Linked DNA regions of Mus musculus: all the other regions are linked to region 1. Evidence: chromatin contacts called from public ChIA-PET, HiChIP or PLAC-seq, Micro-C and promoter capture Hi-C data. All regions are on one chromosome and are shown on one strand. Each heading gives the region's core, a stretch centred on a gene start, on an enhancer-like site or on the middle of the called end of the contact. The rest is flanking DNA. Distances are from core to core; before and after follow the strand shown. Region 1 holds the start of Washc4 (WASH complex subunit 4). Region 2 holds the start of E230014E18Rik (a long non-coding RNA gene). Region 3 has its middle 22 kb from the start of 4930463O16Rik. Region 4 holds the start of Nuak1 (NUAK family, SNF1-like kinase, 1). Region 5 has its middle 17 kb from the start of 1700028I16Rik. Region 6 overlaps Txnrd1 (thioredoxin reductase 1). Region 7 overlaps Chst11 (carbohydrate sulfotransferase 11).

The links. Promoter capture Hi-C pulls out the DNA fragments that hold promoters and counts their contacts. Hi-C and Micro-C count contacts between places; a contact is called where the count stands out from the background. ChIA-PET counts read pairs in DNA pulled down with a chosen protein or histone mark. HiChIP or PLAC-seq counts read pairs in DNA pulled down with a chosen protein or histone mark.
Region 2: a contact with region 1 is called in an H3K27ac HiChIP or PLAC-seq map of embryonic stem cells, with 2.8 times the contacts expected there. The contact joins the promoter of E230014E18Rik here to the promoter of Washc4 in region 1. A contact is called at or near these places in 7 of 39 promoter capture datasets (the 3T3-L1 cell line, embryonic stem cells, hippocampal neurons and 3 more), 1 of 115 datasets of contacts at active chromatin or transcription factors (embryonic stem cells) and 2 of 9 other capture datasets (adipose tissue and liver).
Region 3: a contact with region 1 is called in a promoter capture Hi-C map of the 3T3-L1 cell line, with 3 times the contacts expected there. The contact joins the enhancer-like site here to the promoter of Washc4 in region 1. A contact is called at or near these places in 12 of 39 promoter capture datasets (the 3T3-L1 cell line, 3T3-L1-derived adipocytes, the C10 cell line and 7 more), 1 of 484 Hi-C or Micro-C datasets (muscle stem cells), 2 of 115 datasets of contacts at active chromatin or transcription factors (the NIH/3T3 cell line and microglia) and 1 of 9 other capture datasets (embryonic stem cells).
Region 4: a contact with region 1 is called in a Micro-C map of embryonic stem cells, with 6 times the contacts expected there. The contact joins the promoter of Nuak1 here to the promoter of Washc4 in region 1. A contact is called at or near these places in 11 of 39 promoter capture datasets (the 3T3-L1 cell line, 3T3-L1-derived adipocytes, the C10 cell line and 7 more), 3 of 484 Hi-C or Micro-C datasets (embryonic stem cells, muscle stem cells and uterus) and 4 of 115 datasets of contacts at active chromatin or transcription factors (the NIH/3T3 cell line, astrocytes, embryonic stem cells and 1 more).
Region 5: an H3K4me3 HiChIP or PLAC-seq map of pro-B cells shows a contact between it and region 1, with 4 times the contacts expected there. The contact joins the enhancer-like site here to the promoter of Washc4 in region 1. A contact is called at or near these places in 11 of 39 promoter capture datasets (the 3T3-L1 cell line, the C10 cell line, the HPC-7 cell line and 6 more), 1 of 15 datasets of contacts at CTCF or cohesin (large pre-B cells), 4 of 484 Hi-C or Micro-C datasets (Th1 cells, muscle stem cells, nephron progenitors and 1 more), 7 of 115 datasets of contacts at active chromatin or transcription factors (the NIH/3T3 cell line, astrocytes, embryonic forebrain and 4 more) and 1 of 9 other capture datasets (embryonic stem cells).
Region 6: an RNA polymerase II ChIA-PET map of memory CD8 T cells shows a contact between it and region 1, with 39 read pairs. The contact joins the enhancer-like site here to the promoter of Washc4 in region 1. A contact is called at or near these places in 13 of 39 promoter capture datasets (3T3-L1-derived adipocytes, the C10 cell line, the HPC-7 cell line and 8 more), 3 of 484 Hi-C or Micro-C datasets (bone marrow-derived macrophages and embryonic stem cells) and 12 of 115 datasets of contacts at active chromatin or transcription factors (the 230-238 cell line, astrocytes, embryonic forebrain and 7 more).
Region 7: a contact with region 1 is called in a promoter capture Hi-C map of neutrophils, with 2.9 times the contacts expected there. The contact joins the enhancer-like site here to the promoter of Washc4 in region 1. A contact is called at or near these places in 7 of 39 promoter capture datasets (the 3T3-L1 cell line, the HPC-7 cell line, HPC-7-derived erythroid cells and 4 more), 1 of 484 Hi-C or Micro-C datasets (cortical neurons), 1 of 115 datasets of contacts at active chromatin or transcription factors (bone marrow-derived macrophages) and 2 of 9 other capture datasets (embryonic stem cells and macrophages).

The regions. Positions count from the first base shown.
Region 1 is chr10:83,542,471-83,545,728 of GRCm38.p6, reverse strand. Washc4 (WASH complex subunit 4) reads right to left here and starts at 1,788. Exons shown (of 33, transcript NM_001033375.2): 1 at 1,627-1,788. The coding sequence starts at 1,687.
Region 2 is chr10:84,516,028-84,519,285 of GRCm38.p6, reverse strand. It overlaps E230014E18Rik (a long non-coding RNA gene), which reads right to left and starts at 1,583. Exons shown (of 2, transcript XR_003948929.1): 1 at 1,197-1,583. It overlaps Gm34405 (a long non-coding RNA gene), which reads left to right and starts at 1,624. Exons shown (of 4, transcript XR_380642.4): 1 at 1,624-2,970.
Region 3 is chr10:84,464,223-84,467,480 of GRCm38.p6, reverse strand. No RefSeq gene overlaps it. Among named protein-coding and RNA genes, the nearest start is that of 4930463O16Rik, 22 kb to the left of the region's middle. Within about 2 kb of position 1,795, at least 11 of the 459 cell types and tissues checked have an H3K27ac peak or open chromatin away from gene starts, as enhancers often do. A contact at or near this core is called in the NIH/3T3 cell line, where this site is marked.
Region 4 is chr10:84,439,228-84,442,485 of GRCm38.p6, reverse strand. Nuak1 (NUAK family, SNF1-like kinase, 1) reads left to right here and starts at 1,818. Exons shown (of 7, transcript NM_001004363.2): 1 at 1,818-2,371. The coding sequence starts at 2,129.
Region 5 is chr10:82,793,738-82,796,995 of GRCm38.p6, reverse strand. It overlaps a transcript of Hcfc2 not described here. Among named protein-coding and RNA genes, the nearest start is that of 1700028I16Rik, 17 kb to the left of the region's middle. Within about 2 kb of position 1,480, at least 227 of the 459 cell types and tissues checked have an H3K27ac peak or open chromatin away from gene starts, as enhancers often do. A contact at or near this core is called in the NIH/3T3 cell line, Th1 cells, astrocytes and 7 more, where this site is marked.
Region 6 is chr10:82,885,783-82,889,040 of GRCm38.p6, reverse strand. Txnrd1 (thioredoxin reductase 1) reads right to left here. Exons shown (of 15, transcript NM_001042513.1): 13 at 1,773-1,868. Among named protein-coding and RNA genes, the nearest start is that of Eid3, 21 kb to the right of the region's middle. Within about 2 kb of position 1,525, at least 30 of the 459 cell types and tissues checked have an H3K27ac peak or open chromatin away from gene starts, as enhancers often do. A contact at or near this core is called in memory CD8 T cells, where this site is marked.
Region 7 is chr10:83,002,537-83,005,794 of GRCm38.p6, reverse strand. All of the region lies in intron 1 of Chst11 (carbohydrate sulfotransferase 11), which reads right to left. Among named protein-coding and RNA genes, the nearest start is that of Chst11, 19 kb to the right of the region's middle. Within about 2 kb of position 1,719, at least 146 of the 459 cell types and tissues checked have an H3K27ac peak or open chromatin away from gene starts, as enhancers often do. A contact at or near this core is called in the HPC-7 cell line, bone marrow-derived macrophages and neutrophils, where this site is marked.

The sequences.
Region 1 (3,258 bases), core at 539-3,038:
CATCAATTCAGTTCACTAAGACGCCTGTCTCATTACAGCACTCACTTAGATAATTTTGGAAAACAATTAGTCTAGATATGATTCACAGCCCCAAAATTAATGAAAGCCAGGCACAGAGAGACCTCTTACCTACTGCTAACAACCCCGTGTTAATGTCTTACTCTATTACATGGGAAATGACCAAAGCATCCTTTGACCAGCAAATGGGTTCTTAAAGACTGTACTTGAAAGACATGCTAAGAGATCACCTGGTTAGACCTGGGTAAACGACAGCAACACTAAATTCCTTGCCAGTAAGATAACAAGTAGCTATGAACTCATAAAAGTTCTTAAAGTACAAGAAGAGACTAAGAACCAGTGGCCCTCTGTGCATAACATACTCCCCCTCCCAACAAACTGCATTTCTTGTAGTTTTCCTACTACTTTTTAAAGTTAGTAAACAACATTATGAGTTTCACCATGGCATTTTCATACATACATGGTTTTTATATTGTGTCCTCACCCACGTCCTGTTTCCACTCCTTTCCCCAGTCCTGAGCATCTAAAAAACTGATTATGTCTAAATAACTGATCATTCATTCCACTTAAAGCTGAAACCCAGTATACCTTCATTCCAACTTTGGTTAGATTAAACTAAAGTAGGGACCTCAGCGCACAATGGGGGGGGGGGGGGGGAGGAGAAGGGGTGGTTACTATCCTTCCATCTAGATTTTTCTTTATGCTGACTAAGACCAATATCTTAAGATCTGCCCAGCACCCTGAACATAGTTCAACTAGATGTAAAGGCAAAACACAGTTACATAGGAATCTGTACATGGTCTAGTATCTCTGTAAAATAATTCATAATGCAGCTGTACTTTATTTTTAAAGGCATTCCTACTTTTGGGAAAGGTATGCATTTAAAAATTTCTTGGGCAACTCGCCCCAATATATCTTCTATCACACAGAAAAAACAAACAAACAAACAAACAAACAAATCAACCTCCAGAGTGTCTCTAATTAGTTTGGGTTGTCCATTTATGCTGAAACAAACTATGAGGCTTTTGGGGTTGGAAGTGATTTTAAACATAAACTTGGACTTGACGTCATGAGGCAACTGCGAAGCAGATCTGATTTTTTAAAAAGTTAAAATAGATTTAAAAACCTTTTCAGCTATTTAAAAATCAATAAAGGGCCGAGAAGGAATAAGATATTCCTATGTTGGTTGATTTTTTTTTTAAGGCCAGAAAGAGCTGTTTTTAGCTGTCTCTGTGGTTCTAAGAACGTGAATCCAAACTTCAAAAGTTGGCTTGAGAAGCAAAGAAAAACAGGAAACCGAAACGGGAACCCAGACTCTTCTAGAACTGAAGGCTGAGCATCTGGGGCAAACCCTGGGACGGGATGGACAACCCGGGAGGATGGCCTCGCGCGGGGCTCCCCAGCGATGGCACCGCTGGCCCGTCACCGATTCCGGGAGGGACGCAGGGTGCGAGTGCACGGCCAGACGCGACCACACGGTCACGCAGAGCGCCCCAGTCCCACCCAGCGGGAGGGTCCCGAGAGGGCGGCTGCGCAGCGCGGCGCCGCACCGCGCCGCCCTCCGTCCGCAGCGCCGCCCGGCCCGCCTCGCCCGATGCCGGGGCTTACTCTGAGAGCCGTCGTCCACGCGGTCGAAGTCCCAGTCGGGCGACAGAGTGTCCACGGCCATCGCCGCGGAACCTCCCACAGACACAGCCCCGAGCAGCCACAGCCGCGACGCGGGCCTCACCCCAGCCGCTGTCACGGCACGTGACTTCCGGCTTCGGCCCCGCCCCCGCACGCCAGAGCCAGTGGACTCTCGGCCCTGCGGACCGCGGGAGCCGCTGGGAAAGCGAGTCGACCGCCTGCTCCCGGCGCGGCCGCCATAGTGATGGCTGCCGTTGGCATCCTGCATCCTTTCCTGGTCTCGCTGCCGTTCACGACTGTTCTCAGGGCACATTCCGTTCCTCGAGGCTCTTTTTTTTTTATATCCTAGGGGATTACTCCCTCAGTCTAACCTGGAAAGAATGGAAATAACCGGGTGGGGCCCAACGCAAGACCCGGTCCTTCACCTGGACACTGCCCGAGCCCTTGGACCAAGATGCCTGTCTCACCAGCTCCCTTTCTGTCTTTACCCTCGCGATTCCTTGATCCCCTTGCACTTCCTGTGCAGATTATTTGTTGAGAAAAGACCTGTGTGTGTAAAAAAGTAATGACTTTAAGAACGCCACCAAGCAATCTCACTACTGGGTTTGCTTTACATAGATCACTATTCTTTCTTTCCTTGCTTTTAAGAAGGTGGGGTGGGAACTGTGTTACCCTGAGTTCTACATCTATCCTAACGTTTACACAAAACGCTTTCTATCAGGGCAGTTTTTAGTATGTACTTCTACGAAGCAGTCTAAATAGCATCAAAAAAAAAATCATAATGTAAAATTTAAGACATCCATACTCTGAACTCCTAGAAAGCTACAAAATGAAATAGGTCTCAAATGGCATTAAAGAAAAAAAAGAAAAAAAAAAAAAGGAGAGGAGTCGATTTTAGAACAATGCATATTTGCTGTAACATCTACAATCGACGTAAACGTTTATTTATGCTCATGTGTTTGCAAATGCATAGGAAGAATTCAAATCTCATTAAAGAAGACTGGATTACTTGAAAACGGGTAGGTGCTCATTAATACAAAGTGGCTCTTAAATTTTTCTTGTGTCTATTAGCTGAGTCTTTTTCAAGCAGAGTTTTAAAGTTATTTGCATTATATAAAGTACCACAAATCAATATAGAATGTTCTCTTGAAGAGCATGTTCTGAGATGCTAAGGTTTGGGCTTGGTTTTATTTTGAGACAAGATCTCATTATCGTAGCTGAGAGTCCCTGCTGCTCCTGGGCCTGTGACAAGGCTATGGAGGGAAACCTCTACAGATCTGAGCCACAAATGAACATCTTTACTTTGTAAAGTGCTTTCCTAAGTGCTGGGAATACAGGCATGTGTCACCATGCCTGGCATTGCAAAGAAATTAGAAAATGCTTTTTTTTTCTAACAAAAGTGTTTGTTACAGTGACAGCTGACAAACACATGTGGACTTAGTGTGTCTCTGGCTTCAGGGTGGCCTATTGGAATTTTCAGTTTCTGTAGCATGCAGTTCTGGCAGCCTTCTTTAGGTTCCATATGGTAGCTGTTGGCAGCTTCGGGCCCACATTATCACAAGACTAAATCTAGCCCACGAGAGAAAAAGAGCACGCTGAACTGATAACTCGAAC
Region 2 (3,258 bases), core at 334-2,833, 970 kb before region 1:
CATCCTTTTAGAATTGTTATATTTTGATGATTTATAATGATGTTACCTGTTTTGTTTGTGGTTCACTAAATACATAGTTTCAGAGTTGTAATGCTTGGATAACTTTTGTGCTTTACTGTGCCAAATGATTTTTTTTTGGTATCTGTGATTGTTTCATTGGATATAGTTTCTAAGAGATGTAATGTTTGGTTTTTTAATATATAAAATCCCCTGCTTGGGAGCTGCAAAATACACTCAGATTCAAACTGCCTCTATGTTTCTGTTTGTCACTGCCAAACTCTTACCCACCTAGCTTTGAGGACCCTCATTCCAGGGACCCCATACCCAAATGGGGTGGTCCATGGCAGGTGGTACCATTCCTGGCCTGGTAGCCCTGGGTTCTATAAGAAAGCAGGTTGACCTGGAACTCACTCTGTAGACCAGGCTGGCCTCGAACTCAGAAATCCACCTGCCTCTGCCTCCCAAGTGCTGGGATTAAAGGCATGCGCCACCACTGCCCAGCCAAGACTACACAGAGAAACCCTGTCTCAAAAAAGAAAAAGAAAAAGAAAAAGAAAAAGAAAAGAAAGAAAGGAAGAAAAAAAGAAAAGAAAGCAGGCTGAGCAAGCCATACAGAGCAAGCCAGTAAGCAGGACCCCTCCACGGCCCCTGCATCAGCTCCTGCCTCCAGGTTCCTGCCCTGTCTGAGTTCCTGCCCTCACTGCTTTTGACGATGTACAGTTGATACAGAACTGTGATTGAAATAAATCCTTTTCTTCCCATTTGCTTTTTGACCGTGGTGTTTTATCATAGCAATGCTCACCCTAACTAGGACACTCTCCCTTTCCACATCACGGGGGATAAAGCCTTAACACACCACCACCCTCTCTTCCCAGCCTCCTCTTTACCCCCATAACTGGGGATCGGAGGCTAATCACCAGCAGCCTGGTTCATGGCTCATGATACTGCGGAACACCACTCTGCTGCACATGAAGGAGACAGACAGCAAGACAGATGGAGTCCTGCCTTCACTGTAATCCTGGTCCAGTGGGGAAACAGGAAATGGCCGGAAGAAATGAAGACAGGTGTTTGTGCCTCACTGCCCTTCCTGTCTCTGGCTTGTCTTTGGGGACTCCCCCATAGATCACAAGCACAGCCTTTCCCAAGTGTCTGTCTGTCTGTCTGTGTCCCCTTCCCACTATATCTTCCATGCCTACCTCTGGCTGGCTCCTGCCATCAGCTCCTGGGGATCTCATGAGGCTGTTTTCCTCTGTTATGACATCTCCAGCATCTTCCTCCTTTCCTAATCAGACTGCTCCATCTCTGAACCTGAACCCTAAGCCGACTTGAATGCTCCACCCAGGACCCCACCCTCCAGGCTGCTGGTCGGAAAGCCTCTTCCCTCTGTGCTACAATGGCTTGCATGACTGCTTTCTTGCTGGATGGCACCCTCCGTGTTTGGGTCTTTCATCTCTGTATCTGCAGAGAAGTTACCATGCTTGGTTCTAGGAGGCGTACCAAGTAACTAACACTTCCTGAGTACTGAGTATGCACAGTCATTCTTCTAAAGGCTTTATGACAGCCACACAGGGAGGCACTATGTTTAGCAACCCACCCTGCCCCACCCTGCCCCGTTTCTTGATAGGTGAAGGCTCCAAGGAGGCTAAGTACTTTGTTCAGAACATTTCCTGGTCATAGTAAGTGGTGAACCAAGTCCCCCCCTCCCAATGATGTGCTATAAAAATGGAAGACTGAAAGCAAAACTCTATTCACCTATGTATTTTTCAGTTAGTGAGTACATCAGTGTCTAACTGTGCTGTGCTAAGCAAAGAACACTTGTATTTACTTAGAGCTCTATAAGAAAGCAGGCTGAGCTTACTTGGAGCTCTACGTGTGTGTGTGTGTCTGTGTGCATCTGACACATGTCCAGGCCTTCAGAGGTCCGAATAAGGTGTCAGATTCCCTGGAATTGGAGCTGTGGATAGTTGTGACCTGTCCAACATAGGTGCTGGCAATGGAACCTGGGTCCTCTGCAAGAGCAGCAAGTGTTCCTAACAGCCGAGCAGCCGAGCCATCTCTCCAGCCCTTAATTAACTCCATGACCCTTTTTGTATGTGAGGGAAATTTCCCAGTTAAAGGGTGTGTGATTGTGTGTGTGTGTGATTGTGTGTGTGTGTGTGTGTGTGTGTGTGTGTGTGGTGTTGCAGGATCTTACTATGCAGCCTCAGGCTGGTCTTGAACTAACAGTATTCTCCTGCCTCAGACTGGTCCTGGGATCAAAGGAGCATATCAAGACAGTTGGCCCTATGGTCACTTTTTGTAAGGAGAAGAAACACAGGGAGAAAACTCACGCATCAGACATACGATAGTGTAAATCAGAAAGCCCATGATAACCGACTCACCACCAGTCCCTGTGGGCCTGTAATCACGATCAATCAACGTGAATAATTCTGATAGGGACAGACCATGCAACAAACAGGCCTTGCATAGTAAAGATTAAAGGGGCTCAAATTAAACCTTCGTCTTTTTTTTTTCCCCAGATGGGGAGACAGCCTCAGAGAGAGGAAGTTGTTCACCCAAACTGCTCAGACCAACTGGTTCAGGAGACAAGACAGGGCCTTGTTCCTCCTCCCTGGTTACTTGTCTTGGCCCCGTGCCAGCCTAAGTAACGATTGGAAGCGCCGGGCAGCAAGTGAAGGATCAGAGCTGCTGCAAAAGGTGTGGCACTTCCTCTAGGCTGTGCCAGGCGAGCGTGTTGGTTCCTGACACCCTGAGCAAGGCCGATTGGGCAATGGGCCTGTGGTGAGGGCAGAGCCACCTGTGCTGGGGTACTTGGTCATGTTCTGTGGAAAGTGATGGTTGCACACTGGGTGCAGCTTCCCCTGTCTTAGGCCATGTGCTCGCATGGAGTCAGTCTTAGAAACACCGATATTTAGAAAGTTCCAACCTCTCATTTTCTTAATTGGCTCTCATGGGGAGAGGAGTTCCGAGGTAGAATTATAAGGTCAGGATGGAGGACACTGGATGAGGGTGCTGGTCTGACAGGCTGTGCTGCTCTGGGTAACTTGCCCCTTTTCTGAGCTCCACAGTCTTTCTCACCTTCAACTCTCCTTGACTCTGTAGCCTGTCCTGATTCTTGGGGAACTTCCTGAGGGTAGGACTGGGGAGGAGGGCTGGAGGGCTGGGGAGAATGGAGGAGGGCTGGGGAGGATGGAGGAGGGCTGGAGGGCTGGGGAGAATGGAGGAGGGCTGGGGAGGATGGAGGAGGGCTGGAGGGCT
Region 3 (3,258 bases), core at 546-3,045, 920 kb before region 1:
GACCCATCCCAGAAGCACCAGGACCAAGCTGAGCTAACTCCTGGTCTTTGTCTTGATGTGTCTTTGGAAGGGCAGGTATTGGGGGGTGAGGTGGTGGAGAGGGAGAAGTAAGGGAGTCATAGCAAGGTTGGACTTAGAGGGAAATGTGTCCATTTAATCCAACCTTCTCTATAGCTGATCAAGGCCCAGAGAGATTTCAGAGCTCACAAACATCACCCAGCTCAAGTCCAGAGAGAGCCAAGGACTTATACCCTCTCAGCCTCTTGGGCAACTTATCCCTCTGTAGAGTTGTTGGCTGCATCCATTGCATTTTTTTTTTTAACCAGGGTTGGAGAGAGGATGGAAAGGTTGGTTACCTGATTTCACAGTTGAGCAACAGGGTCCTCCCTTTGGTGTGGCTAGGTTTTGGTCAATGGACCGACTCCCCAGTCATTGCTGTTGAGATGAGAAAATGGCCTGGATGATTTTACTCAGATGTGCACCTGTAAGTCAAAGTCAGACTCTTCTTACCAGAGTTAGGGTGAGAGCCTGGGCCCTGACAAGCCAGGCTCTGCCACCTTCCATCCACAGTCCAATTGAAGACACAATCACTCAGGAGAAGTAGGAAAGGAGACTGTATTCAATGCAGCCACATTGGGAAGAGGAACAAAGAAGTCCAGTGCACCCTGGCGAGCCCATCCTGAGTGACCTGAAAGACGTTCATGTTTAAGCAGAGGGCAAGAGGTCTGCACAGCTATGCAGACCTGGCATATGGTCTTACCCATCACTATTGCTCAGGCCTCAGTCTGGCCTACAAGGTAGCCTGACAGATGTCAGGACTGTACAAAATATCTTTCCGGGAGACAAGTTCTTTCTAGGGCTGGCACCAGGCTCCCTTCCTGTCTTTTCCTTTACCCATCAGAGAAGTCCTGGAAAATTCCAATTTGATGGAATCTATTGCTTCACTGATCTGATAGCTAAAGGGAGTGGCAAAGGTGTCACCCTAGAATCTCTTCATTCTTGTCAGGATGGCCCCCATCAGCAGACTGCCCAAACCCAGGGGAATGAATGCATTCCTCCATGAAAACTCTACTTTGAGGTGTCCCTCTAGAATCTTCTGGGAAAAAAGTAGCATTTTTGGGAGTGTAGCTGACCTCTATGGACAGCTGGTGGTTCTGGAGGACTGGCATTCCTGGAGGGGCATCTGTCCCTCTTGTCAGATGATCTTGGTCTGGTCTTTACTTAGCTTGGGAAGTCTGGGTAGTCCAGACTAGCCTCAAGCCTTCCTCTGACTCCCCTTATAGATGAAAGAGTGAACTGAGGGTGAGGGGACTGGACAAGAGCCATCTCCTAGAGCAGAGATGCTAGAGGGTAAGCGCCCAGGCATGGGGCCTTCTTTCTCATATGGCCATTTCTGGGGCATAGAAGATACCAAAGGCATGGTACTGCTGTGTTGGCCAGTCAAGGAGGGTCTTTGCAAAGAGAGGTGGGAGTGGGCCTCTATTTCTTAGGTAGATCCAAGGAAATGGAGTACTGCAGCCCCTAACTGTGTCCTTAACTGCCTTCTCAATAACAGATCAGCATGTATTAAAACAAGAACATTAGGACAAAATCAAGCTCATGACTAACACACACACACACACACACACACACACACACACACACACACACACACACACTACAAAAATCCCCCAAGAAATTAAAACAACATTCCTGGATCCTGGAATCTTGCCTACAGCTAACCGCTGTAACTTCTGGGCACGTGTCCTCCCAATAGTTGGCATCTGTGTGCATGCATAGGATCTGACAAAAATAACCCTCTTTCTTGTGTAACGTGGGAGCCTCTTGAGAGCACGGGCAGGGTAGGTCCAAATAAAGAGGAGGGATGACTGGTATTGTGAAGGTTAAGGGTCAAACAAGAAGTGGCCTTACAACTAACAATAAAGAATTCAATCTCCTGAGGGGGTGCTAGGAGAAACCTGAGAGGATGTGGTTAAAGGGTAGAATACAGGGCTATGGAAGGACCCAGAGACTACAGGCAAGAGGCCATTCCTACCCTCTGCTCCTGCTACAACTGCTACAGCTCCCTATTGCTGCACCCAACTGGAAGCTAGAGGACATCAGAGCCCAGGACAGAAGAGACAACCCACAGGGATCAACCTCTGGGGCAAGAGAAAGGCTAGAGAATGGATCAGGGCAGAGAGTGGCACGTGACAAGTCTTTTTCTCCTGGGAGAAAGGAGTGAGTTTAGAGTCAGAGGGGACCATTGGGATAGCAAGACTGTTCTGCAAGGACGTGAAACTCAGAAAAGAGAAAACCCATTCTAGTCCATTTTATCTATGCATCTATGTATGCATGTATATATGCATGTATGTATGTATTCATCCATCTGTCTTCTATATATCCATTTATCTACATTTCTATCTATCTACTATCTATCTATCTATCTATCTATCTATCTATCTATCTATCTATCTATCTATGAAGCATGATTTATCATGTTATCTGTTTTTAAATCCTAGAAGACAATCAGAAGCACTGTAGATTAGCAGTTCTGTGCAGGTACAGAGCCAGATCAGGAGGGTCTGAGCTGAGGGCTAAGGGGGGTCACTGTGCAAGCCTGAACTGGCTATTTACTTCCAAGGCTCAGTTTTCTCATGTCACAATGAGACTGGCTGTGCTTAGGAGACCTAGATGAGTAAATAACATTAGAACATTGCCTGAAACATAGCAGAAAGCTACAGCAACAAGTCGTCTTAAGTAGACTGCTGAATACTGAGGCAATATTTTTCTGGTAGGAAAAAACCCACTTTCTGTGTGTGTGTGTGCGTGTGTGTGTGTGTGTGTGTGTGTGTGTGTGTGCGCGCGCGCGTGTCTATTTGTCCTCTGCTTCTCATGTTGGCTTCTCCCAGGTTAGATTCAGAAAGTAGCCCTCCAGAGAGGTTTTTCTTTTGGCAGGAGATGGGGGTCCTTTTTCCAGGTCAGCCTTTGGAAAGAAAATTTTCCAGGAAAGGAAGGAGCAATGCTCTCAGAGATGCTAAGAATTCACCAGACCCCGGCAGGCAGAAGGAGCTGTTTACCTTGTCTAGATCCAGAAATGAGAGAAAGGGGAGGGAGATAGAGAGAGGGGAAGGGGTGGGGAAAGGAGACAGGACAGAGAAAGGGGGGAAGAGATCACCAAGGGGAGTATTGTATTGGACACACAAAGATCAGCCGCTTGGGCTAAGTATTCACTAACTTTCTCTCCTTTGGCTCCCTTCCCAGAGAACCTGCTGTCTG
Region 4 (3,258 bases), core at 569-3,068, 900 kb before region 1:
ATCTATTTACCTGAAATCCAAACCAAAAACTAAAACCAATTAGACCCACTAATGCATATTTGAAGAACAAATGAAAGTCTTAAGAGATTAAGTCATCCAACCAATCCGGTGGGGGTGGGAGCTCTCCCTGCAGGCCACCAACTTGTCTCTCAATCTACATGCAGGGATGTCTACAGACCATTTAAAAGCTGCCTACAGTTTCAGGATGGGGAATGGGGAGGGGGAGGGGAAGGAGAGGGTGTCCCTGAAAGGGCTAGTGGAACGAATAGACTGGGGCATGGTCTTTGCGTTTTTTTGTCTTATGTGAGTGCTTTTAAGGTAGGCAGGGACCGGCCGAGGGTTTCAGGCATCAGTAAGATAAGTAAATAAAGTTTGGAGATAAGACCATTATCAAGTCCAGAACTGAGCGGAGGAGTGAGGGCCGACAATGGGTGTGTTTCAGGCCATGACTCTGACAACAGGGGTGGGGGCGAGGGGCGTCTCGAGAAGACAGGCTGTTGCTAGAGTCCAGTGTAAGGTGAGAAGTAGACAAGAGTGAAGTCAGAAGGAATTTGGAGGGCGGGAGGAACCTGAGGGCTGCAGAAGGAAGTGCCAGTACTTGGAGACTACACCAGATGCTCTTCCTGGTCGGTCTTCCCACCCTAGTGTGGAACAATGTAATTTATGTGAAATTACTTTAAAAAATTTCTCAAGATACCTTTAATTTTTTCATGTCTTATTTTTCCTCCCTTCATCTCAGGAGAACCAGGGCAGCCTTGCTGGGAGGCCTTCCTGCCTGACCTTCACCTGGTGGGGTGAGATCTGGCCGTTTTAGTCAAAGGAAAATTCCCATCGCCTGAGGGGGTCAAGAGGCCTGCAAGTGGCCTCTGGCTTGGACAAGGAACTGCTCAGCAGGCCAAGGCCTAGGCTTATCTCAGAGCCTTGGTTTGTCGGAAAGGGGTCTTTCCAATGGCGCTGGGCAGCTCAGGGGACCCAGCTCCATCCAGGCCCCCACTTCCCTCCTCTTAGGTGTTGGTCCCTGTTGGACTCCCGAACTTTACCGGGAGATCGGAGCCCTGGAGAAGGGCCGGGTTCCTCCTTCGAGCCTCCCTTCGTTCCTGACTCCGCCTTTCTCCCTGAGAGAGCCGGGGTTCCGAAGCATCCCTCTCGGGGACTTTCCAGGCTCCGCGGTTGCTCCAGGAGGGCCCTGCCCTGACCGTGCCGGAGCTGGGGGCCTGCAGGGCCTCGGCGGCTGGAGGGGACTGTGACTCACCGCCGGTAACCCAACACCGCTGGGCCTCCTTTCAACCCAGCCTCCCCCTGCTCCAGCGAGCCTGGCGGCCTCCGCCACACCATAACAAACATGAAGAAGGGTGGCCCAGGAGGCTACAGCCCCGGGCCACAGAGCGTGAGCCTGGCTCTGTGCGTTGTCGCCTCTGCGGCCTCGGGGACCTGCGACCTTTATCCGAGGCCGATCGGCCCAAGCTAGCTGCGGACGGCCCGCAGTAGTTCCGGAGGGTGAGTGCGGGACGCTCGGGGAGGGGACAAGAGCACTGACGATCCCCAACCCCTCCACCTCGACCCACCCGGGACCTTGCGTCCCCACCCGGCGAGGACAAAGCAGCCGGGCCGCCGCCCCGGCCTGCGCCGCGCCGCACAAAGAGTGAACAACGACACGCACCCCGCCCCCTCCCTGCTCGGTGGCCCGGCGCGGAGGTGGGGACACCCGGGCGCCCGCCCCGCGTTCCCCTCTCGCCCCGCCCCGTCTGCGCGTCCTCCCGGCGCGGGGGCGGGGGGCGCGGCGCCCCACATAACACTCCTCTCCAGCGCGCGGAGCCACCCTCTCCCCTCCTTCTCGCCAACACCACCGCCTCCCCTGACATCGCTGCCACCTCGCCGGACGCTCCGCAGATTGCCGCGGCTGGCCAGGGGGCGGTGCGCCGAGCGTGCGCGCCCGGGACGCCAGATGTGCAGTCGCCGCCGCCGCCGCCGCTAGTGCCCCAGCGGCAGCCAGAGCCAGGTCGGGTCGTCTCAGCAATGCTGCTGCGGGGGCGACCTTGAACGCACCCCGGTTTCCCTCGGTGGGGACCACCCCGAGCCCCTGTGCCGGGACCTGCCCTCTCCAACTCGGCTCGCCCTGCGCTTGGTCATGGAAGGGGCGGCAGTGTCCGCGGCAGGGGATGGCCCTGCTGTAGAGACCGGCTTGCCGGGCTCTCCGCTGGAGGCGGTGGCCGGGGCGACTGCAGCCCCAGTGGAGCCCAGGAAGCCGCACGGGGTGAAGCGACATCACCACAAACACAACTTGAAGCATCGCTATGAGCTGCAAGAGACCCTGGGCAAAGGTACCTACGGCAAAGTCAAGAGAGCCACCGAGAGGTTTTCAGGCCGAGTGGTGAGTAAGGGAAATTCCTGGAGGGGTTCGAGCTGGTTCCCTGGTGGCCCAAGATGGGGGCGGGGAGACGGTCTGGGGGCACCACGCCACCGGGGCTCCCTTCTCTAGAAAGGTTTCAGCAGAAGCCCCCAGTCAGACTCCTCACTTTCCTTTCAGCACCCCGTGACTCAGGTGTATATCTCCGAAAACACTTGTTACATCTTGTCTGCACATATTTTGGGGGCTTCTCTCACCCCACCTTTTTTATTTTTTTATTTTTTACCCCAGCTAGCAAAGTAGTGTTTAGGATTCACATTTTGCAGCTTTGAGAACATGGGGTCTTCCCCAAAGACACACCTTCAGACCTTGTCCGGGAGTTCCTTATTTGTACAAACTCCAAAAAGACCTACATTATCAGCCATGAAGCTGGGCTCGAAAGTGTGGTGTCCTGTAGTTGCTCAGGACCCCCGCTTCTTTCCCATCTACCTGCAGTCCCACTTCTCCTTTCCACTGGGATGCTTGCTTACCCTGATGCTGCTCTTGCTGCAAAAGACAGACTCCTCCTGTCTATCAAACCTAAAAGCTTCTACTGAATGTCTGAGGTTTCTTGACAGCTTGCATTCCCGCCTCTGGCAAGCATGACATGTCCCTGGCAGGGGTGGCCATTCAGTCCCAGAGTTGATTTGCAGCAGGCTCGCTTGCCTTACCAGGTCCTGGCTTCAGGACTACTTAAATTGTTCAAGGGGTCTGGCCGGCCGCACCCGATACAGCTGAAGCTCTGCCAGGTGCCTCGGGGGCTCAGTATTGTCCCAGTTTTGGATTGTTGTCGGTTCCCCCTCTGCAGAACAGGCCCTTGAAATCCACACTGGTTGTGGCTAGAGTTGGGTTCAAAGTGACTGACTCTTGCA
Region 5 (3,258 bases), core at 231-2,730, 750 kb after region 1:
TCTGTGACCACAGCATTGTTAGGGGAACAGCTCAGTTACCAAAAAAGAAGTGGGGGACCAGAAAAATCTTTTAGCCATGGGCTCGTCAGAAAAGACCAACTCAGCCATTGCACAGGGGCTCTTCTGGTACCGATAGGCATTTCAGCCTAGTTCTAACTATCCTGTCATTGTTGGGGTAGCCTTAAAGAGGACAGAAACGAGAAATTCCTTTCTTGCAGTCAGGCGTGTTTACCGGCTCAGATAAAGAGCAGAGACTCCGGCATTTTCCCCTTTTTGTAAGGGAGGATAATTGCAGGCAGCTGTAGGACCAGATACTACGTAACCATTTCCTCCAGGTGGCTGCTGCTTTTCTCTTTCCCTGCTTTGTTTTTATTTCGACTTTATTTCCTCTCTCCGAAACAGAGCAGGCCATCAAGCAGTTTTTTATTCTTTAAATTTTTATTTTCAAACATGATTGCTTTGCCTGTGTGTGCCTGTGCGGCACATGTGCTCGAAGAAGCCAGATCAGGATGTTGGTGTCTGGTCCGTGGGTGTAAGCTACTATGTGGGTGCTGGGAGCCAAACCTGGGTCCCCTGGATGTCGGTACTCATAACCAGCAAGTCATTGCATTAGTTCCTTTGTCAAGGATTTTAATAGAAATTTGAACAACCAGAAGTAGATGCTTTCTCCCACCCTACCCCGTTCTTTCTCACTCTTCTTTTCCTTCTTTTTTCCTCCTCCTCCTCCTCCTCCTCCTCCTCCTGTTTTTAAAGTAAGGGGCTCACATAGCCAAGTCTGTCTCGACTGTGTATATAGCTAAAGATGACCCTGAATAGGTCCATTTGCCTCCACCTCTCAAGTACCGCAATTACACACAAGCTCACATACACCCCTCTCCATGTTACATAGCGCCAGAAACTGAACCCCAGCCCAGTTGGATCATTCCACTCCCCGAGCTACACCCCCAGCCCCTGAGCACAATTTCTAGTCGAGTCTGAAGAAGGGAAATAGCCAGATGAAGGAGGAGAGGCATGCAGATGCCTCAACACCAGAACCATGCCTGGGCGAGTGATGAGAAAGAAGCCAGGAGGAACCTGGGAGGGGTGGGGGTGGGGCAGATTACAAAACACGGTCGGCTTTCCGTCAAACTGTTTTGAGTTTGATTTTATCTCTGGGTTTGGGGAGCAGGGGAGTATTTAATCTCTAGAATTGAATAATTCAAACAATTTATTGATGATATCTCTGACAGTTGGCAGGAAGGTAGGATGGGATGGGGCAGGAACGCTGGCAAGGAGCCCAGTTCTTTGGCCGGGTGGGACTTGGGACTGAAGCCCTGTAGCAGAAGGGGTGGCATTCCGGAGCTCAGGTAGCATCCATGGGATCTGCAAACAGTTCCTGGGGGGGAAGACAGAGACAAGAATGTGAAGCAAGGAGCTACTGCCCTCCCCTGGCAGGTTCTGGGCAGATTGAGTCATGCGTTAAGCAGTGCACACTGGTTCCCAGAACCGAGCCTGCTGCCTGGAAGCAACGTCAGGAGTTTCCTGCGGCTGGCTCTCCGCACAGCTTTGTCTTTGGCTCCGGTTAAGTGCTGTGCTGGAAACTGGAGTGGGGAAACTGGCATTCTTCCTCTCCCCATGGTACTGTCTACGACAGACAAACAACATATGGAAGCTTGAGATGTCCAAACAAGGCTGCGGGTGTAGCTCAGTGGACAGGGGGCTCACCCAGCCTGTTGGAAGCCCTGAGTGGGGTCCCCAGTGCTACACGTGCTGGACATGATGACGCAGGCTTGTGATCACAGCACTTGAGGCAGAGGCAGGCATTCTGGGCTTGATGACAAGAAGCAGAGAACCTCCTGGAACAGGAGTGTGGGCGGAGCATGCAAGATGAGACCCAGTTCTGAATGAGACTTTCCTGTCGCTTTGTACGTGAGGAAGAGACACTGTCTAGCCTCTCCTTTCTCCCGTGCTGTGACTAGCCATCTCTTAGTGGAGCTTTTGAAGTGATGAGAAAGTAGTGATTTCTGAACGAAGATGACTGCTGAGCATGATATTGTCTCAAAGGGGAAAAAAGGTCAAGGGCTGGAATGATGGCTTAGCAATGCTCCTGCACAGGGTCTGGGTCCAGTTCCCAGCACCGACATGGCAACCCATAACTGTCCGTAACTCCCACTGCAGGTGTAAGGAAACCAGTGTCCTCTTCTGGCCACATGTGGTACACATACATACATGCAGGCAAAAACACTCCTGCACATAAAAATAAATAAATCTTTGGAAAAAAGAGATTACATATGAATAAAATTAAACTGATAATTTCCAAACGCATCACGTCTTAAAATCAAATTCCGAATCCTTCCAAAGAACAAAGTAGTTGAGAGCAGTTAACAGCGATAATCTGGCTGAGAAAAAAAAATTGTCCTCATTTTCTTTGATGAACTGATAGAAAGTAACAGAATGTCTAAATCCAGCACTCAGCAACAGAGGTGTGCGGACAGACGCAGGTGGATCTCTGTGAGTTCTGGCCAGCCCCATCTATATAATCAGCTCTAGGACAGCCAGGGAGACATAGAGAGACCTTGTCTCAAAAATAAATAAGTGAATACACAAACAAACAAACAATTGTGCTTTCCAGTCCCTTAAAACAAAAACAGTTCCTGAAAAAAATAGTATTAACTACTCCCTAAGCCCAACCACACATTCCAGAATCGTCATAGCCAGGAGATAGTCTGTTCCCCCAAGAATAAGAGTAACACACATCTCTTTAGTGATTTCTGGTTTTTTTTTTTTTTTACTTGAGAATCACATTCCACTTTTTAATAAAGCATTGAGGCTGTGAGTTGATCTGCCTATAAGCACAGGTTATAAATAATAGAGTGGAATATCATACCTAGCTGAAAGAATAATTATTGTTGTATCAATAGTACACTCTTAACCCAAACTATATAGAAATACATGGGTTCAAAGGCACTCCATCCTTACTGGGGCAGGCTCCTTTGGCTACTCCTTTGGTTCTTTCAGTAGAACTCAAGCCCTTTTTCGTTTCCAGACTATCTTTGATAGCCACAAACTTCTGGCAGGATAGGAATTTCTGTAAGGTCCTGATTGGATTCTCTCTAAGCCAGTCAGTGATCTAATTTCCTCTTGCTAGTTCTTGGCTTATGTGAGATCATGTGTATGTGACACATATGTAAAATCAGGAGACGAGACCTTTGGGTGAGCGTGAGAATGTGTTCTCAGATCTCAGCTGTGGGGACCTTAGCTGACTGATGGCTGCTTGAC
Region 6 (3,258 bases), core at 276-2,775, 660 kb after region 1:
AAGACAGTAGAAAGACAATAGAGGCAGGAAGTGACTGTCACTGGCATGGCTGTGACACGGGCCGGGATCTAATAGCTCTACTAGACTGGACTCAGTTTCCTCAGTCACAGAATGGGCAGAACAAGCAGATAGCAATTATCAGTGGTCACAGAGGCGCCCCCTCAGCACAGATTAAACGAGATTCTCAACAGTGCGGGAGCAAGTGTTCCAGACCAGAGCTGCTGTGAACCGTATCTGCACTGCTGATCTCTTACAGGCTGGTGTTCACTGACCCGAGCAGGGAGCAGGAAGTACTTCCATGTGTGTGAGTGTGATTTACACGTAGACCACTGAGCTCTGTTTAAAACCAAGGACACTCGGTCACTGTGAAGTCAGATGATACTTGGCTACATCATGCTTTAATAAAGCTATGTCCAAAGAGATAGAGAGAGTGATACGCCATTGATCCTTATGTCAGTGCACAGTTCACGAGGGGTTACCCTGATCGATTCATTCACCGAACATCTGCCTCAGTGATAACTTTACACCTAAGGCAGTGTCCTGAAACCTTCTGGGTTCTAAAAAAAATCTTTCTCATCTAAAACAATTTTTAAACAAAGTATGTCATTACAGACAAACCCTGAGATTGTTTTAATAATCTAACCAAGTTCTTTGTGTGTTTGATGTAAGGCTTTGGCTTTATTCATATTTTCCCTGAAGGGATTTTTAAGGTCAATATGCTGAATACATTGAAAAAATTCAGTTTCTGGTACAATATTGAATGAGAATATGGGGCTGGAGAGATGGCTCAGAGGTTAAGAGTACTGACTGCTTCCAAAGGTCCTGAGTTCAAATCCTAGCAACCACATGGTGGCTCACAACCACCCAAATGAAATCTGACGCCCTCTTCTGGTGCATCTTTGGGCTGGAGCAAGCAGGGACTGAGCAAGCGGGCAGACCAGAGCGAACAGAGGTCCTAAATTCAATTCCCAACAGCCACGTGAAGGCTCACAACCATCTGTACAGCTACAGTGCACTCATATACATTAAATAAATAAATAAATAAATAAATAAATAAATAAATAAATAAATAAATCTTGAAAGAAAGAAAGAGAGAGAGAGAAGGAGGGAGGGAGGGAGGGAGGGAAGGAGGGAGGGAGGGAGGGAGGGAGGGAAGGAAGGAAGAAAGAAAGAGAGAGAGAGAGAGAGAGAGAGAGAGAGAGAGAGAGAGCGAAAGAAAGAAAGAAAGAAGAAAGAGTATGTGTGTATGGACACGTGTTCTGGAATATAATATAAAATGTATTTCTTACTGTGTGGCAACAGTCAAGTAAGTTTGAAAACTGCTAAGGTAGTCCATCTCTCTCACTATGGGTCTGGAATACCTGGGAGGCAGGAGTTTGCCCTCGGGCTTGGTCACTAGTGTAGCAGTGGGTACATCTCAATCTGGAGCCCAGCCAAGTCTGAGCTCTTCCCACCAGCGCAGAGGATCAAAGCAGAGCATCCGGGGTTGGGTTTGCTTGTGGTTTTTTAAAAGGTAGCTGAGGACTTCATGACTCTCCACTCATCAACACAGAGAAGCTTCAAGTGTCCCCTGACTTCCTTTACCTACGTGTGTTCTGCCTGCCTGCAGCGGGGCCCCGGACCAGGAAAGATGAACAGGCAAGGCAGCAGGCAGGAGAGCCCAGACCCTTGCCTAAGATGCTGCCCCTGGTGCTGTGGACACCAATGGCTGGAATCCTAACATTCATGGTCAAAAGCTACACATCTCCACAAAGACCCGTCGCCGCACTTACATCGTCTTTAAGGTTGCAGATTATTTTTGCATAACATTTGTTGTTATCCCGGGATGGGACTGTCCATTCCAATGGCCAAAAGAAACTATGGTAAACCTGGAAGACACAAGCACAGGTCAGACTTGTTTCCTTATGTGGGATGTTGCCCAGCAGTAGGTGTGGAGGTACTTCAATAATTAGCGCTGCTGATAAAGTTCACAGAATAAACTGACTTCATCAAAAGACAAATAACTTGGAACTTTGTTGTCAAGACCCCTTTGACTAATCTTAGTTCAACATGATTAGTAAACCTTAAGTAATATAACAAAATGACCAAGAAAATCAAGAAAGAAGCCACAAAATTACTGTCTTACATAAGACAACAAGCGGGCGGTGGTGGTGCACGCCTTTAACTCCAGCACTTGGGATTAAAGCGGAAGCAGGTGGATCTGAGTTTGAGGCCAGCCTGGTCTACACAGGGAGTTCTAAGATAGCCAGAGCGACAGAATAGACATATTAATGTTTCAGAACAAGAAAAAGAAAAGAAACAAAAAATACAAAGTGACCTCCTGGTTAGTGTAGGTCAGTGTTTCTCACCCTGTGGGTTGCCTTTGGGGGCTGACTCTTAGATGTCCTCTATATCAGACAGTTACATTATGATTTCTAACAGTAGCAAAATTACAGTTATGAAGTAAAACTGAAATAATTTTATGGGGGTGGGGGAGTCACGACAACATGACGAACTGAACTGAAGGGTCATAGCTTTAGGAAGGCTGAGAGTCACTGGCTCAGAGGAATGAGAGCTGTACATAGCAGGGGCAGCTCTAACAACCAGCTAGCTGGTGCTTCTTCCTGCTTCCAGAAAGTTCCTCCAGGAACCTTACCAGACAGCACAGGAGGAGGGAGAGAGGTGCAGGGGAGCCAGAAGACAGGGGCTCTGTTTGATGTGTCTTGGGCATGACAAGCAAGACTATTTCCTCCTCTGGGGACCCACATCAGTGCTCTGATACAAAAGTCTAACGCATGTAAAATTACTTAGGGAAAGACCAAGGAAAGCCTTCCAAATGGCTACACTACAGACAGCATCTGTGAGTAGTTGATTCCTGCTTCTTTAATTGGGTTTTTCAAAATGTCTCACTTTTGTAAGGAAAGTAGCAAAGCAAAGTAAGAAAATTCAGTCTTTCTGTATGAACACGACTTGCTTACTAATAACCTTAAGATAAAAATACTTACCAAAAAAACTTGGAGAGGTAACATTTGTGCAGGTCTGTTTGTCCCACAAGGATATCAAAGAAGACTACTATTATATGTATAACATAATATAGGGCACTATTACCACTCTCTGCCTTATTCCCCTGAACCTGGAGCACACCACTCTTTGGTGACACTAGCAGCCAGCAAAGGGCCAGCACTCTCCCTGTGCGTACTCCCTGCCCGTCTCTCCCACGGATACACCCAGACCCCACGTTCTATGTGAGTGCTGGGGGGATCTGAGCTCAAGTCCTCC
Region 7 (3,258 bases), core at 470-2,969, 540 kb after region 1:
GGCTCACTGGCCAGCCTGTCAGGTGGATGTGCCGTGACTGAGCAAGACAGCTGATATCAGCCCCTGCCCTCCACATGCAAACACATGTGTGCATAGACATGGATGTGCCCCCACTCACCAAAGAACCTGATCATACGGTGGGTATCACACCTCGTGCCTCTAGTACCAGCACTCAGAAGGCAGGGGCGGGAGGATTGCTACAAGTTCGAGGCCAGCTGGACTGGAGTGTGAGATCCTGTCTCAAAGTAAATAAGTAAGTAAGTAAATAAATAAATAAATATCAAACCATGTGTCAACATGCGCACATGCACACATTTACACAGATGCGCACACATGCCCGCACCAAAGGGCTACTGCCTCCCGAAGCTCTGGAAAGTGGCTGCTACTGCTCCTGGCCATACGTAAAATCATATGTAGCGCAGGGCTGAACCCCACTGGCTTTCCTGGGGGGGGGGGTCCTGAGGACTCTGATAATTTCTGTCAGAGGAGCCAAGCCTGTGCTCCCCCCACATGTTTAACTGCTAGCTGAGCCCAGTCCCTGGGCCAGACTCACAGATAACCAAAGTCAACCGACCACATCCTCTGCAACAGGAAACCTAATAACTGGCTATTTTGGCCCCATTCTCATTTCCTCTCAGTCGCTTCTACCACAGCTGCTGGACAGTCAGTGTCACAGCAGAGAAGATCCAGGAGAGCTGGAGGGAGCACCTCAGAGCTGGGGACATTAAAGGGCCTAGAGGACCTGTGGGTCCTTGAAGGGTATCTGTATGGGTGGGCAGAGACTGTGGGCAAGAGGGGTGACCTTGTGGTGAGGTCCTGGAGTGGCGTGCATGAGTGTTGCTTTAACACCCAGGAGTGAAGTCCTCTCACAATTTCAAAGGAGTAACTTGAAAGTCAAAATGTATCAAATGTTTATCCTGTCTGTTTTTAAAGTTTGTTTTGTAATTGTTCAAGAGGCTGATTAGGTTACAATACGTTAAGCCTTGCCTTGTAGGCATAGCTACAGAGCACACACAGGGAAAGCCCTATCGCATCTGGGGGGGGGGGGGTTGGATTTTGTTTTGTTTCTCTCTTCTCCTCTCCTCCTACCTCCCACCCACACTTCCCTTTTAGAAGGTCTGTTCCCCTGATCTGACTTCATCATCAACACAGGGCTTCTGGGAAAGGATCCAAGGCCAGGGCACTGATAACCATCTCTCTTCTAAGAGTGACACATGCCTTGTAGAGGCGCCTGGCCCTCATCAGAAGCAGCCCCCACACCCGGGCTTCTTCCATCAACAGCTGAGAACCACGGGTACATCATCATCTTGGTCGGCTGAGACAACATCTCACCCGCCAACCGCCTGCCAACCGGAGGCGTGCTCCTTGTCTCACTTGGTAGGCTGCTAACAAGATGCCTTGCCTTGGGTGGCTTGCAAAAAACCTGACATTCACTGCTCGGCTCTGGAGGCTGGGAAGTCCAAGATGGAATCACGGAAGATACAGGACTCAGTGGAGGCACCCGGGGTCTCACGATGTCCTCTTGAGAGGCAATCGTCAGTCATGGGACTGCCCTGTACAGAGGCTCTAAGTGCACATCATCAGTTGTCTACGTCCCAACATCCAACCTCCTAATGCTGTCTGCTTGGGGACAGGCTTCAGGTATGAACCCTGGGAGGATAGCACTCCCTGACAGACACCCCCTGCTCTCCCCCCCATTACAGGAAGTGCTCCTCACAGACACTAACCGTACACAGAACAGCGTTCTCAACAGGGCACCTGTAGCCACAGTACAGTATGCTTCCATCACTCATAAGCTGGGTTACCTGCCATTAACTGAGTCTACGTAAAGATAAGGATGAGGACAGAACACTTCAGCAGCTACTGGGAAGACTAACTTAGAACAGATGAAAGGGTGATGGGTAAGCCAGCACATCCATCTCAGCCCTGAGGACAATCTACAACTAGAGAAGTGGCCGTGTCACCAAAGCTTGTCACCAACACCCGAGCTTCCCTTTCCTTCAAAGCCTGTGGGAAAAGTGCTCCCTGGTGACAACTGTCTCCTCAACTGTCTGATAAACCCTCCTGGGCTCCGTCATTCAAACACATGTCAACAACATTTACTACAAGCCTGTGGCCGGCCGGCAGCAGAAGAGCCAGTCTGGACCCTCCTGAGACCTGTTATCTTGTGTGGACGGACCTGGACACTAGCCGGATCATCCTAGCTAGGACACAGTCACACGCTCTGATGGGAATATGAATGTACACAGCATTCTAAAAAACAACTGGATCCTTCTACCAGGAGCCTTGGGATGTTTACAGTGTCTCGGAGTCTGAATACATCTTTCAAAGAAGTCTTTAGAGCCAGGCGGTGGTGACTCTAAGTCCCCTTTGATCCAGCACCTTCTAGGCAGAGGCAGATGGATCTCTGCAAGTTCAAGGCCTATGGAGTGACTTCCTGGACCACCAGAAGTACACAGAGAAGCCCTGTCTTGAAAAAACAAAACAAACACAAAACCCATACACATAAAACAAAAGACAGAAAAACAACTTGTTTTCAGAACTGTCCAACGAGAAAGCAGAATTCCATTAAAATGCATCCACGTGACAGGATAGTCTATTTTCCAAGAGAACTGAGTTTCAGTGCTTAGTGGTAAAACCAAGACATACCATAATACTGGGTTCAATTCTCAGCACCCGTATGGCAGCTTACAACTGTCTGTAACTCCAAGATCTTGACACCTTCACGCAGATATACATGCAGGCAAAACACCAAGGTGATTAAAATTTAAAAAATTATTTTTAAATGACATTTTTAGAAGTGAATTCTCTTTCAAAAGTCTCTTTTATACATTTGAGTTCATTTCATAATCAGAAATCTGAGCATGTGCTCACACACACATGCACATACATGTGCACACACACACACACACACACACACGCATGCACACACCACACACTTGAATGTGCCCACACATACCAAATGCTTTATTGAGGCGCTGTCGAGTAGACAAGAGGGTTGGCGGTAGACAAGGAGCCTACCAAGGGTGGTGCTACCAATCCATCAGATCAATTTTACTCCAAGCCCATGGACTCCATTAAGACAAGAGGTCTTCTATGCATTGTTCTTGATGCTTACTTTGCATTCAAGAGGTCCCTGGCACAGTATAAATCATTCAATAAAATCCTGTTAGCGGAAGGAGGGAGTCCACTCAAGCCTTCCTTCCTCTGAGGTGTTCTCTGACCTGTCCTAAAATAATAACTCCTTCTTCTCATTCC